2 separate regions of the Columba livia genome follow, and region 2 is linked to region 1. The links are chromatin contacts, called in public Hi-C maps. All regions are on one chromosome and are shown on one strand. The core of a region is the stretch at or near the end of the contact, and the rest is flanking DNA. Distances in the headings are between cores, read along the strand shown.

What was found. Hi-C and Micro-C count contacts between places; a contact is called where the count stands out from the background.
Region 2: a contact with region 1 is called in a Hi-C map of liver, with 4 times the contacts expected there. The contact joins the enhancer-like site here to the promoter of FZD4 in region 1. A contact is called at or near these places in 2 of 2 Hi-C or Micro-C datasets (crop and liver).

The regions. Positions count from the first base shown.
Region 1 is chr1:9,536,011-9,542,965 of bColLiv1.pat.W.v2, reverse strand. FZD4 (frizzled class receptor 4) reads left to right here and starts at 1,665. Exons shown (of 2, transcript XM_065032443.1): 1 at 1,665-2,002; 2 at 3,034-6,955. The coding sequence starts at 1,742. The coding sequence ends at 4,362.
Region 2 is chr1:9,716,965-9,724,184 of bColLiv1.pat.W.v2, reverse strand. The region is part of intron 5 of TMEM135 (transmembrane protein 135); the gene reads right to left. Among named protein-coding and RNA genes, the nearest start is that of TMEM135, 160 kb to the right of the region's middle. Within about 2 kb of position 4,309, at least 2 of the 3 cell types and tissues checked have an H3K27ac peak away from gene starts, as active enhancers do.

The DNA.
Region 1 (6,955 bases), core at 416-2,915:
TTCCTCTTGTGCTATCACTTGTTACTTGGGAGAACAGATCAAGTTTTGCTGCAGTTTACAATCTCATGCCTGGAAAGGAGCTGTTTTTAAGTGTTGCCTTGGTCTGTTAGTCTTAGTCTTAGTCCGGTGATGCAGCCAGGAGACCCTGGGGAGAAGCAAAGGTGCGAATGGAAGCAGAGCTGCTGCGATGGACATGCTCAGGAGCACATGCACATGCCACTGGCCATACACACACAGTAAGAGGTCACTTAACTGGGACTTTACAAACATTTTCAAAGTGCTTTACAAACAGTTCATTAATAGATGACATATTTTTGCTGAAGGCACAACCAGCTCAACCAGGTTTTATTACAGGTGTAAATAATACTGAGAGAATTTAAGTGCAAACCTAATTTCTCTGTGCTTAATCCCTCCTCCTGCTGACATGTTCAAGGTCTGCTTAATCATCCAGCCCTTTCCCCTCCAAATTCAGAAATGCTTCATCCACACTTATTTATTTTACGGAGATTTATACAAATGCCAGGAGGTACCTAGCAGTGCCCTCCAGGTTTCTTGGCCCCAATGAAAAAACAAACAACGGTAAACCCCAGATGTAACCCAGCAGCTCAGCAGCTAGCGAAACAATTTAACTTGTTAGGGGAAGAGAAAAAGGCAGCTCAGAAAACCAGCCTGGACATTTTTAACCTGGCCATGAAGAAGCCGAGTGCCCTTGGCTGTGAGGAGACAGGCCAGAAGTGAGGGAAGGGCTGGGGTGCAATGAGCATGAGCCCCAACATGTGTGCTGTGGTTTCAGCCCACACTGTCCATGAGGAGCTGGACTTGGGTGCCATGGAGAGGTGTAGTGGGGACACTGGGGATGGTGGGAATGTCTCCCAGTGGCACCAGGCATGTAGGAGCAAGGGGGGGGTACATGTTTTGGTTGGAGGGGGCATGGGCAGGGCTCCCCGGGGTATTCCTGAAGGACAAGGACAATAGAGTTGTAGAACAGTTTGTGTTGGAAGGGCCCTTCAAAGCTCATCCAGTGCCACCCCTGCCATGAGCAGGGACATCTTCACCCAGGTCAGGTTGCTCAGAGCCCCGTCCAGCCTGGCCTGGGATGTCTCCAGGGATGGGGCATCCACCACCTCTCTGGCCAACCTGGGACAGGGTTTCACCACCCTCAGTGTAAAATATTGCTTCCTCATGTCTGGCCTGAATCTCCCCTCCTTTAGTTTAAAACCATCACCCCTTGTCCTGTCCCAACAGGCCCTGCTACAAAGTCTGCCCCATCTTTCTTACAGGCCCCTTTTAAGTACTGAAAGGCTGCAATAATGTCTCCCCTTCTCCAGGCTGAACAACCCCAACTCTCAGCCTGTCCCCGTAGCAGAGGGGTGCAGGTCTGAGGGGTGCGAGCAGGAGGAGAAGGGCTTGGGGGCTTGCGAGGGGTGGCGGGAGGCAGCCAGGAGGACGGCGCTTCTCGAGGGTGCTGGTCGGGGCTTCTCAGGCACCCGAGCTGGGACTCCTCGATGCCGAGTTGGGGTGCAGGTAGGACCACCCCCGTCCAGCAGGACTGCGGCGGGGGCCGGGCTCCCCGGGGCGGGGACGGGGGCGCTGGGAGGGCTCGGGGAGGCGCCGTCCCTCCCCTGGGCAGTTTCTCGGCGAAGCTCTTTAATAGCGGAGCCGCCCCCGGCCCCTCCCCGTTGGAGCCGGCCCGTGCGGCACGGCGCGGCCGGGGCCGGGGCCGTGGGGCGCAGCTCGGGCCATGGCGGGGGGCGGCGGAGGGGCTGCCGGCCGGGCCCGGCTGCTGGCCGTGCTGCTGGCGGGGCTGCTCGGTGGGGCGCGGGCTTTCGGCGACGAGGAGGAGCGGCGGTGCGACGCCATCCGCATCGCCATGTGCCAGAACCTGGGCTACAATGTCACCAAGATGCCCAACCTGGTGGGGCACGAGTTGCAGGCGGACGCGGAGCTGCAGCTCACCACCTTCACCCCCCTCATCCAGTACGGCTGCTCCAGCCAGCTCCAGGTGGGTCGGGGCGCCGGGGGTCCCCTTTGTGCGTGGCCGGAGTGGGAGAGCGGGGTGGGAGGACTGGACCGGCTGCTCATCCCCATCCTCATCTCCATCCCCTCGGCTCAGTCCAAAAAGAAAACCCAACCGAAAGTCCCGCTGGGTTGAGCGCTGTTCCTCGGCGCCTGGGACGGGCTCGTTCATCCCGGTGCGGAGGGGCAGGGGCACGTTGTCTCGGCGGAGCTTCGGGTGTTGTACCCGAGCTCTGCTCCCCTCTTAGCTGAGAACCCCAGGGAGCTGCTCCTGGGAGCTGCCGGCTGGTGGGAACCTCTTCCGAGGCTTCCATCGCAGGAGTTTCTTTCCCAGGCGAATGGTGAGATCCCGGTCCTCCCCACGGGCATGGATTTCATCAAACAAAAACCAGCTTGTTTCTTGGGACAGAGCTCCCGAAGTAGCACGCGATCCCGCTTACACTGTCGCGTCACAGAATTGCGATTATTCGAAAAGTGGAGGAAACTACAGTGTTTTATTACTGTTACATACGTGACCTTATTGTAAAAGAAAAAGCTATTCTTTTAGGAGGATCATGAACCAAAGTAATTCAATAAAATGCCTTTTCTTCTGTTTGTCTGTTAGCTGTAATATCCAGGCAGTGCCCAGAACAAATATATGTATTTGTTTAAACCGCTTCAGTTTGGTTTTTTGCTTTCCTAAATTGCACCCTTGAGGTTTAGATCTGGCTAAATCCCACTCGCTTTATTGAAAGTGATGGGCTAAATATACACGGAGCTAATCTAGGGAGTAAAATGTTCAAGCTTTGGCTTCGGACCACATTTGAACTGAAAGAAGACAACATTGTTAGGTTGTTGGTTTTGTTTTTTTTTTTTCTCCTTTGTTTTTATTGTTCTTGGTTTATTTGTTTTATGCTGCTTCCTGTTTTTTAAGGCAAAGGACCAAATATTACTGCTAAAAAGACAAAAAGGAAAACTTGCTGTATTTTAACCTGTTTAATTTTCCCCTAACGCACTTGTGATTTCTGTTTCTTCCAGTTCTTCCTTTGTTCGGTGTATGTTCCGATGTGCACAGAGAAGATTAACATCCCCATAGGTCCCTGTGGTGGCATGTGCCTCTCTGTCAAAAGGAGATGTGAGCCTGTTTTAAAAGAATTTGGATTTGCCTGGCCGGACAGCCTCAACTGCAGCAAATTCCCACCCCAGAACGATCACAACCACATGTGCATGGAGGGTCCAGGAGATGAAGAGGTTCCCCTGCACAGCAAGACCTCCCTCCAGCCCGGAGAAGAGTGCCACAGCATGGGATCTAACTCGGAGCAGTACATCTGGGTGAAGAGGAGCTTGAACTGTGTCCTCAAGTGCGGCTACGACGCTGGTCTCTACAGCAGGTCAGCCAAGGAATTCACGGATATCTGGATGGCCGTGTGGGCCAGTCTTTGCTTCATCTCCACTGCCTTCACAGTCCTGACCTTCCTGATTGATTCATCCAGGTTTTCCTACCCGGAGCGCCCAATCATATTTTTGAGCATGTGCTACAATATTTATAGCATTGCTTATATTGTGAGGCTAACTGTGGGCCGGGAAAGGATATCCTGTGATTTTGAAGAGGCAGCAGAACCTGTTCTTATCCAAGAAGGTCTTAAGAACACAGGATGTGCTATAATTTTCTTGCTGATGTATTTTTTCGGGATGGCTAGCTCCATCTGGTGGGTTATCCTCACATTGACGTGGTTTCTGGCTGCAGGACTCAAGTGGGGCCACGAAGCTATAGAAATGCACAGCTCTTATTTCCATATTGCAGCCTGGGCTATCCCCGCCGTGAAGACCATCGTCATTTTGATTATGAGACTAGTAGATGCGGACGAGCTCACCGGTCTGTGCTACGTTGGGAGCCAGAACCTAGATGCGCTGACGGGCTTTGTTGTCGCTCCGCTTTTTACCTACCTGGTCATTGGGACTTTATTCATTGCAGCGGGACTGGTGGCCTTATTTAAAATCAGGTCTAATCTTCAGAAAGATGGAACTAAAACAGACAAACTGGAAAGGCTGATGGTCAAAATCGGTGTTTTTTCGGTGCTGTACACTGTCCCAGCAACGTGTGTCATCGCCTGTTATTTCTATGAAATCTCCAACTGGGCCATTTTCCGCTATTCGGCAGATGATTCCAATATGGCAGTGGAGATGCTCAAAATCTTCATGTCCCTCCTGGTGGGGATTACGTCAGGTATGTGGATCTGGTCAGCCAAAACTCTGCACACGTGGCAGAAGTGCTCCAACAGACTGGTGAACTCAGGGAAGGTAAAACGGGAGAAGAGAGCAGACGGTTGGGTGAAACCTGGGAAAGGGAATGAGACCGTGGTATGAGGAAAGGACGGCACCCCGATGGTCCGACCGCTCCCCCGTGGAGGACTGATTGTGTGTAAGCGTTGCTGTGAAAATGTTGGGAGCAGCGTAGGGAGATGGTTACACAACCTGTCTCTGGGGGATGGAGAAAAAAAAAAAGCCTTAAAGAACAAACAGCAAAAAGATCACACTGCAGATACAATAGCCATAAACCATGCTGCCCAAAACAGGAAAGCCCGAGAGGCTTTAAAAGCTGTGAAATATCCAAACACGTTGTCTTCCTTTGCAATGTACTGAAGTCTTTAGAAGCTGAGGGACTGTAGCCCACGCCTGTGGGATGTTATTTTCTTTTTCCTATAGCTGATGGAGGAAAGGTGGTCCGGGGCCAAATTCTGGGCTGATGTAGGGCCCAGATATCAGAAGGTGGAGCATCCGGGACCTCAGTTAGATGCCTTTTTTCTGAGTTCAGCATCATGAAGAAGGCGCTTGCCGAGGCTTGTGTCTTTGTGCCCTGGGGAATTCTGTTGCTCCCATATGCTGCACGAGTCAGCCAAGGATCAGGTCCTCCAACAAATACCAAGTGGACTTTCCAGGTCTGAGAGTTACCCATTATGAGTAGGATTTAGTGAGGTATTAGTGAGGATGATTTTTAAAGTTGTCTGATGGTCTAATAATAATTTCAACACATTATTTTTACGGTCTGTAACCTGGTCTGAATTGAAAATTGGCTCTGCCTTGAGTGGGAATTTGGACCTCCCTAGGTCCCTTCCCACCTGAATTATTTCGTGGTTCTATCAATATTTCTAATTTTTTAAAGGCTTTACTCAAGACCATTGGCAGAAGTAGATGAGTCAGTGGGGGCTGGAAATCTGTGTATGGTCTTCTGCATTGGTTTTTGTCCGTCTGCCTTTGTTCCTGTCCCTTCAGGTGCTCCTGCTATTTCCAGTGGACTACTTTATTCTGCTGCATTCAACAGCTTTAAATAAAGTCTTACATTATAGCGTTCCTTCCTCTAGGAAAAAGAAAATTGAGTTGAGGGTCTCTTCAAACAATGCCAGTTTTCTCCAAGTAAACTTATCTGGCCCTCTCTGGAGACCCATTGCATGAAGCAATTAAGTCTTAATATATTTCATTCGGTGTGATGGTATCTCTGCAGACGCCAGTCTGGGGAGAAGCGAAATGTTAAGTTCCTTGGCAACCTCATGTTCACACAGATCAGTTGTATAATTATGTGTGTCAGTTACAATTAAAAGAACATTCTCAGCCCATGACATCGCAGTACAGCTGACTGCCTCACAATGATGCTCCCATTGCTCACTGACAGCTATGGAGACATTTTTTTAAAGTATTTTTTACATGCAGAATGTGAGCAGACATTCAGTCCTCAGGAATGAAAAAAGACACTTCCAGTTTTTGTAAAGAGATCCCGAGAGAAGAGACACAACTTCTTGGTGAATAATGTTTCACAGCAACTATCGGGTTTACTTGTTCTTTATTTGAGGAGGCATCGGCTTGTGCTTGTGGGGAGCTCGAATCTTGTGTTGGAGGTTTGGGTAATAAGAAAGGTGATGCAAACAGAAATGGCCCAGAAGCACTCCAGAGAACACTGTTCTGATGCTCTATCCCTTTGAAGGACCTTTGTTTTAATCTGTGTGCCCTAAACATTTGCTTCATTTGTTTGTGTGGAACCTGTCTGACTGTGGAGCGTCCCCCCCGGTACCCCAACTCACGCGACCTTCAAGGGCAGCTGAGAACAGGCACCGCTTTATTGCAGTCCTGGCTGTTCACACAGGTGCCCCATGTGCTTCCCAAACCACAACCCATTCCAGCTCTGGCCATGAGCACTAATCTGTCCCAGAAGTGTGTATTGTTTCAATGTCAATGTTGAAACATGTGCTTGAGGACTTTTTTTATTTTTTCCTAAAAAAACCCAAAACAACACAACAAACCCCAAACAAACCCTAATTGCAGTCTTTGTGGTTGGGCACCCTCTCCAGCAGAACAAGTGACAACTTGACACATTCTGCTCAAGACGCACAAGCATTGTCTTGGCCAACACCGCATACCAGCCGAGCCTTTTCATCCTCTCCATAAAGTCTCTCGCTATTTACATTGTGTTTGGATCTGGTTATTCTGTGGACAAGGAGTTCTTCAGATGGATGAGCTTCTCCGTTGTGTGATCTTGCTCCTAGCCCGGCGAGGGATGTAAAGTCAGCAGCTATATGTTGACTTTCAAGGGATAAGGATGGAGTAGGAGCCTTGTCTTGTGACCTCATATCAAGCTGTGCCAAAGTATCACATCCACTCAAGTGTCCTTCCCTCTGAAATGGTTTGGATGCTCTCCTGGCTGATCTGGTCCATGTTTGACCTGACTGATTCAATAAACGACATTTTTAACAATGTTATGTACACAGTAGTACCTTGTTATCAGATCTCCAGCTGTGTTATCATCTCCAACTGTGACCCTGTGGACTGTGACAGAGGAACGTCCCTGGTGATTTGAGATGCTGGAAGTGAGTTGGGTAATGGTAACTGTGCGTAGCCCTATGAAGGACCTGGGAGGATGTTCCATGAAAGAGCGTGAGGCACTCAAATACTGTTGGGAAGGGGTAGG
Region 2 (7,220 bases), core at 3,060-5,559, 180 kb before region 1:
GTGTTATGGATCAAATATTATGTAGGAGGACTGCGGATGAACACCAGCTTCTCATTAACGACAAACAGCACGTCTGTAACAACTCTGTGGCTGTGTCCAACCTCACAATTGTCACCACGGCCTTGGGACATCTCGGAAACAAAGGGTACAGCACATAAACCCCAGTGCTTCTCTCTTTTATCCAAACCAAGAGTGGAGAAATTTTTAAAGGATGGTGACAGAACCACTGGGGTGACAATGGGCCACATGACAAAGAATTGTTGCTTTATGGAAAAGAAGTCACGATGGGGTTTATGACAGATAAATCTCACTGCAAGGGGAGAAAGGAGAGTTGGACCTCAATAAAATACCCACCCTCTCGTGAAGAGCTGCAGGGAATAGTTGCTCTGAGTTTGAGATATATTGTTCTACTTTGCAATCTCTGCCGCTTGTTACTTTAAGATGACTCTCGATCTGAAAGTCCTGTTTTTTCAATTATACAAAGGTTGTTCCGATTCTAAGCTTGATCATATGCATTCTCAGTTACAGACTACAGGGTTCTTGTGTGAATAATGACCACAGCAAAGAGTCCGTAACTGGCTGTGAAACATTCAGGTTATTGGCTTTTTCTGCCCAGGACACAATGGAAGGAGCTGAACCTGGCAGCTGCTACAGATTCTTCCCAGAAGACTTGTCAGTGTCATGTTGGTAGGAAAGCAAAGAGCAGATACTTGGAGGTTTTTCCCTTTTTCTTTTTTATAGAATTGCACAGGGAAGACATCATGGTAGCAACGCATTCCTGACACAGCACATAAAGCACCAACTAGTAACATATCGACACCATCACTTCAAGAACACATCTACTCCAAGAGAAGACAGGACAGCAGTCGCAAAAGCTTTGGAAGCGGGAACAGAAAAACACAATCCTTTGACTTCTGCCTGCAGAGACCAAGTTGTCCCTGCAAAGTCTGTGCCTGAACCCCCCCAAAAACACGTCCCACCATCTCCCAGTAGACCCCGTGTGTGGTCAACGTGTGCTACCGATGGCTGGAGACACCACCAGCAGGAAGAATATAACAAGATGAAAGATGTTCAGAGATCAACACAGCCCTGTTTTCTCCTGGTAGGGCAGCATCTGGTGCAATGCTGGTATGATGTCACAGCATTAAATACTCCTGGGAAACTCTTCCCAAGGGTATGGCCTTCACCACATCTGCTTCCAAGGACTTTGGTTTGTCACCATGTGCACAGTGCTAAGTAAGTATCAAGCACAGTTGCACAGAGCACTGGAAAATTCATCCTGAAGAACTTCTCTTTTACAATGACTGCACCTACAATATTGGTTTCCTCAGGGAGGTGTCACGGCCCCAAGCCTGACAGTGTTCAAGAAGAGACTGGACAACGTCCTCAGACACACGGTGTGAACTGTGGGGTTGTCCTGTGCAGGGACAGGAGTTGGACTCCATGATCCTTGTGGGTCCCTTCTAACTCAGGACATTCTGTGATTCTATATCTAGGGGTTAAAGGTAAATGCATATAAATAAGATGGCTCACTTTGTCTTTAATTAATATAGAACTTCGCATCAAAGATATGCAAACATTTTACTTTTTATGATTCTTTACCTATAAGATTCAGAAGCTTTAAATTATCATAGCACTTTAACATAGAGACGGACTGAAAGATGGATTGAAACAATCGGTGAGTGATGGACTGAAACAAACTTAATCAGCTTTTTGCCAGAGATCACAGTGAATCACTGGCAGAACTGCAAATGGAGCCCAAATGCACAGGGTTTATATATATGTCTGCTATATCCACAGAACCACAGTCTGGTATCATGAGTTTGATTTTAAACATCTGATTGACTGTAAGTTAAATGAACTTTGATTTAAGGGTGTTCAACAAATTAAGTCTGCAAGCTGCCAGCTCAAGAATAGGGCCTTAGTTTCTACTTTCCCAGTAAATTAAAACCATACACAAACTGAAATGTAAACATGCATGTAAGTGTTTATAGAATAATATTGAAACAGAAAGCAATAACAGCATGAGCATAATGATGTTTTTGCCTTAATCACTTCAGTGCAGCTGCTGGTTGAGTTTTACGTGTCCCATTATTCCATTATCACACCAGCAGAGGTCCCTGCCCAACCAGTGCTGGGGCCGACCCGACCAACACCACCCTGCCGCTCATCTGCCTTTAACTCCCCAAAGACACCGTCGCTCGAATCCTTTCTTCACTAGTATTGAAATTCAGAAGAGATCTGAATCGCTGAAAGAGACAACAGCACTCCAACTCCCTACTCCTCCAAGAAACATGCAAAAGATTTCTAATGTCTATTCTAACCACACGATTAAAGTCAATTCTATGCAGTATTTGGTATATCAAAACTTTATTAAATAATTATTCTTATTTTATTTGTTCTTCTGTATAATTATAGAGCTATGAATCCGCCTGCAAAATGCACCAAACTTAAATATGTGATTCAATATGGAAGCAACACTAAAGATACAATTCAATTTTTTTTCCCATTAACTTCCTAATTTTTTAAATTATAACAGTATAAAAGCACTATATAAGGTCTTAAACAGAACTTAATTCATGCTGCTTGCTGTCTAAAATCACTTGTGTAAAGTGGATATGTGAAAATATTGCATATTAAAGGATTTAAAAACCAGAAGTCCTAGAGAAACAATTTTGAGTAATTTGCATGGTAACTCATCCTTCTCTGACATGACAATTTTGCTTTTACAAATGAAGCAGCAACCAAAACCAAAACTAATGATCTAATATCTGGCTTTAAATCATGAATTCAGTACATGAAAGGCTGCAGAATACCAGTCTAGAGATAGGGATTGCCTTATTTATTCACTCACTGGGTACATACCATAGGTAGCAGCAGGAACCCCCCACGCTGACTCCAAGCATGCTGGTTTTTGGGGGGCACAACCAAAGCTGCTGCAGGGACAGCATGGAGACGTCACAAATTCAGCTTCAAGGGAGACTGTCGAGGTCCAACACTCGCTGCATATGGCACGTTTCACGAACACCTGTCTGCTAATAACTGAACTAAGACTAATGATTTGCTTCATACAGCCCTTAATTGGTAATAATAATGCCAACACTAATTGGTAATAATAACTTTTACTCAATGCTTCATTGCTCAAGGGGTGAAAAAGCCTGGCCTGTGCTGCTGACCCCTGTGAGCCATTCAAGCTGTAAATGAGCACAGTAAAACCTGTTACATGTGTCCGGCGTTGCAGATATCCCTGAGACCGGAAAAACCTCAATAGCGTATTAAAAGCTTGTTTTCAGGGCATTTATTCAACCGGGAAGGTCTGAGATAAGGGGTGAGTTGTACGCCGTTAGAGGTAACTCACCTCTGCTGCCATCCCCAGCACCCTGAGCGCCCCAGGGACCGAATCTCAAGCTGCAGGAGGGCAGCGCCACTTTGTGCCCAGCAAGCAATAATTTAAAGGATGCACAATCTGGTTCCATTTTCCCATCAGAAAATGGTACAAAGGGACCCTGCCAGCTGTCCCCATTGGGCACCGTGTACCTGGTCACCCAGAAATGCTTCACTCCAGCTTGGCTTTGGCCACAGCAATAAATTCAAGTTCTCCAAATTCCCCTGCTGCGACAATTCTGGCACATGAGCAAATAGAGTTGATTTTAGTTGTGTATATTTGTAACACAAATTTAACTTATGGCCACACACATTTATTTTTTCATAAAGAAAACAGTAAAAGTGAAATAGAGCCAAGGCTTGATACTAACTATACTTCCAACTAGACATGAACTAACTCTAATTATTTATGTTTGTGTATGTGAAAAGGTGCTGTACATGAGCTTACTCTACTCTCCCTCCATCCTGTGGGAAGGAGAAGTTCCCACACTGAACTGCAAGGCTGCAGCTGCCAGCAATTCTGTTTTGGGCTTTTTTATTAGTATGCCTTGTCATAAGTGTTGTAAAGATTTTCTCCGTGACCAATCGATATACCCTGTGCAAGAAGCCTTCTGGGGAACCAAGTTACTTTTCACCCACGGAACTGGTGAGGAGAAAGCAGCTCACAGCACCAATATATGCCACATTTAACAGCATCCCCGTATTGCTTGTGTTACCTTTCAGAGTAGGAGTAAATTAAGAACTCCTCTATGCAGAGCTCTCATTACGGCCGGGTGGAAAGGAAACACCGCAAGCACGGGACATGTGGTGGCACATCACATCTGCCTGTAGAGACTGATCAGAGGTGGAGGTGACCACGGTTCCCAGTTAAGGTGTTTTATGGGGAAGGGAGGATCACAGTGATGAAACGTGACTGTGTCTGAACACGCCAGCTATATCCCTTGCTATTAGGAATTAAAGGGTACCCACGTTCCTTTGTGAGCTGTGTTGAACTTGAGGACAATCCATTTTCTGTTTCAAGCTACTTAGAGAGGTTACTACACCTTCCTCCTTCTGTTTTTCTATCCTTCACTCTCTCCCTTCCCCCAGTGTTAACAACACTAAACACAGTAACAGTTGTCATTTTTCTGAGATGTCATCTTTATCCATTTATTTTCTTCCTTTTCCATCTCCCCCTTCGCTCTTTATTCCTGCAAGTCAAACTCCTGTTTTGTATTTGCCCCCATCTGTCCTTTTGTAAATGTTATTCTCAAAAGATCATTTGTTTTCCTTAAAACCAAATCATCCATCATTATCTTCTCCACCCCCCTCATGGTCTGACACTCCCCATCATGTTAATCACGTGGGTTGTGACTACAGGATTGAAACTGCAGAATAAGCGCCACTGAGAATGGGATTATAAAGAAATTCAAGATCCAGGGACACACATTTAACCATTCTGTATCAGAGAAATGGAAGAACTAGTTCAAGCTCAGTTCTAAGTTGTTTGAGAGTAAATAGTTTATGTGGTTACTGTAAGATAAAATCCCACTTCGGAAATAGTAGTTTTCCAAAAGGCCTTGGGAAGCAAGAACAATTCCAAACCAGTAAGGTCTTCCTCACTATGTAGAAAAAAGTTACTTTAAAATGAAGTATTTTATATCTGTGGATATAAAATAAGAGCTGACCCAGTCAAGTCAGATAAGACAAACGGGGTTGAAACCAAAGGTTTTTCAGAACTGTGTACCACTAGTATTTTTCCCAGCAGAAGAACACATATTTTCGTTTTTAAGTGAAAAATGTGATTTATAAGAATTATGATCGGACATGCCACAAAACCTATTTTGACTTGTCACTACTCAGTTGTGGTGAACTTTCCAACTATCTGAGCGGTATCTAGATCCTTCCCAGGGACCAAAGAAGAACATGATTATTATGCTAATCTTAATGCCTAAATCCATTGAGCTGTCAGTGGTCTGTGATGAGGCTGCAGAAAGACATTTAGATAAATCTGTGGGAAACCGGATCCTAAAATTCTTTGTAGATATGGTGACACAAGAGTCTTCTGACTTCAGCAACTTCTCATGACTTTCACACCAGCTTGAAAAAAAATAATACTCTGCTTACTTATTTTCCTATCAGAAACAAAGTGCATCAAATCTAAAATTATAGCACCCTACTTGGAAGCAGAGAAGCATTTAGATGTAATTCCTTTGGATCAAAACCACCACTTGAAGTTGAGCAGCATCTCAACACAAAGGAGCTTCCATTCTAGATCTACAGCTCCATGAGGCACAAGAGATCAGAATGTGAGCTGTTTCCTTCACAGATGGCTAGATTGCTTTAACATGCAAGATTCAGTGAGATTTTTTTCCTTTCCTTCCTTTCCTTTCCTTTCCTTTCCTTTCCTTTCCTTTCCTTTCCTTTCCTTTCCTTTCCTTTCCTTTCCTTTCCTTTCCTTTCCTTTCCTTTCCTTTCCTTTCCTTTCCTTTCCTTTCCTTTCCTTTCCTTTCCTTTCCTTTCCTTTCCTTTCCTTTCCTTTCCTTTCCTTTCCTTTCCTTTCCTTTTTCTCTCCTCTCTCCCCTCTCCCCTCTCCTCTCTTTCTCCTCTCCTCTCTTTTTATCATTCCAACCAATCACCTTTATTTACTAAAGAGATCTCACAAAGATAACTCAATCCAAAAAGGATATCCATATTTCAAGCTAAGTTATTGTCCCCTGTATAGATGTGCAAGCATTTTTGTCCATCCATCCAGACTGAAACACATCTTTAGAGACTCTACAAAATCACCATATCAAGGCACCTGGAAATGCAGCAAGTAAAAGTAATCTCTTCCATGCACCAGCTGCCGTTAACTTTAACATTTCCCCCAATATCAGACCCAAGTCCTTCCTTCGTGCTATGTCTCTGTACCCCAACTTTTCTCAGATGATGCAGGAGCAGGAACAACCACTCGCTTTCGTCTCATCCTCCACATTTCCAGGAATGGGATAGAAAACCTGATGGAAAACCTGCTGCTTCATCCGAGACTCATCACCATCATGAGATGCAACTTGTGACTTGTGCAGAGGAAATCCAGAGGCAAATTTAAGGGAAAAAACTTCCCCCTTTTGTGGATTAAACATTTATTTTCTTTCCATCATTCCTCACAGCTCTTGTCTATTCAACCTGGGATCATGGAAAAAAAATTATAAGGAGCAATTATAACCAAAAAATCTAATCTTGTACCCCACATGTCAGAAGACATGTCAAAAATCACATTTAAAATAACTGAAGTCAGAACAGTTGTAGCAGAAACTCTTATAAAAATGATACTTTGAACTACTAAATGTGCAATGCAGCTGGGATCAAACTGCATTGAAAAGTCTCATTGCTTGTGTTTCCAAATCTGACTGATAGTTTAACTTTTGTGTGTTTAAATTACAAGTGAAAGAATGTATCCATGACATTTCTTTCAGCTGTGCTTAAAGTATAAAACGATATTTCGAAAAGGCTATATTTTTGTAAGTAGTACATGGAGTGAATATAAAACTATGTTTTTTAAAAAAATCAACAAAGAACGAACAAGTAGGGATAATATTCAAGGCGAAGGGTAAAAGTAGCAGAGCAGAGCATGGACATTATTTTTTCTAGACCTGTACTGAATGCGCCATTTACAACACTTGGATAGAAAGGGTGAATGGAAACAACAAGCAGCGTAGTCAAGAGTGAACTGTGGTCCCATTAATCTTTCATGTAAATCCAGGGAATTACATTTTTAAAGGAAAATTCTGCAATTCTGGCAAGAATGTGACACTGCACTTGAAAAGAAAGCTGTTTATACTGAAGTTAAAATACTATATCAGGGTTGTAAACCA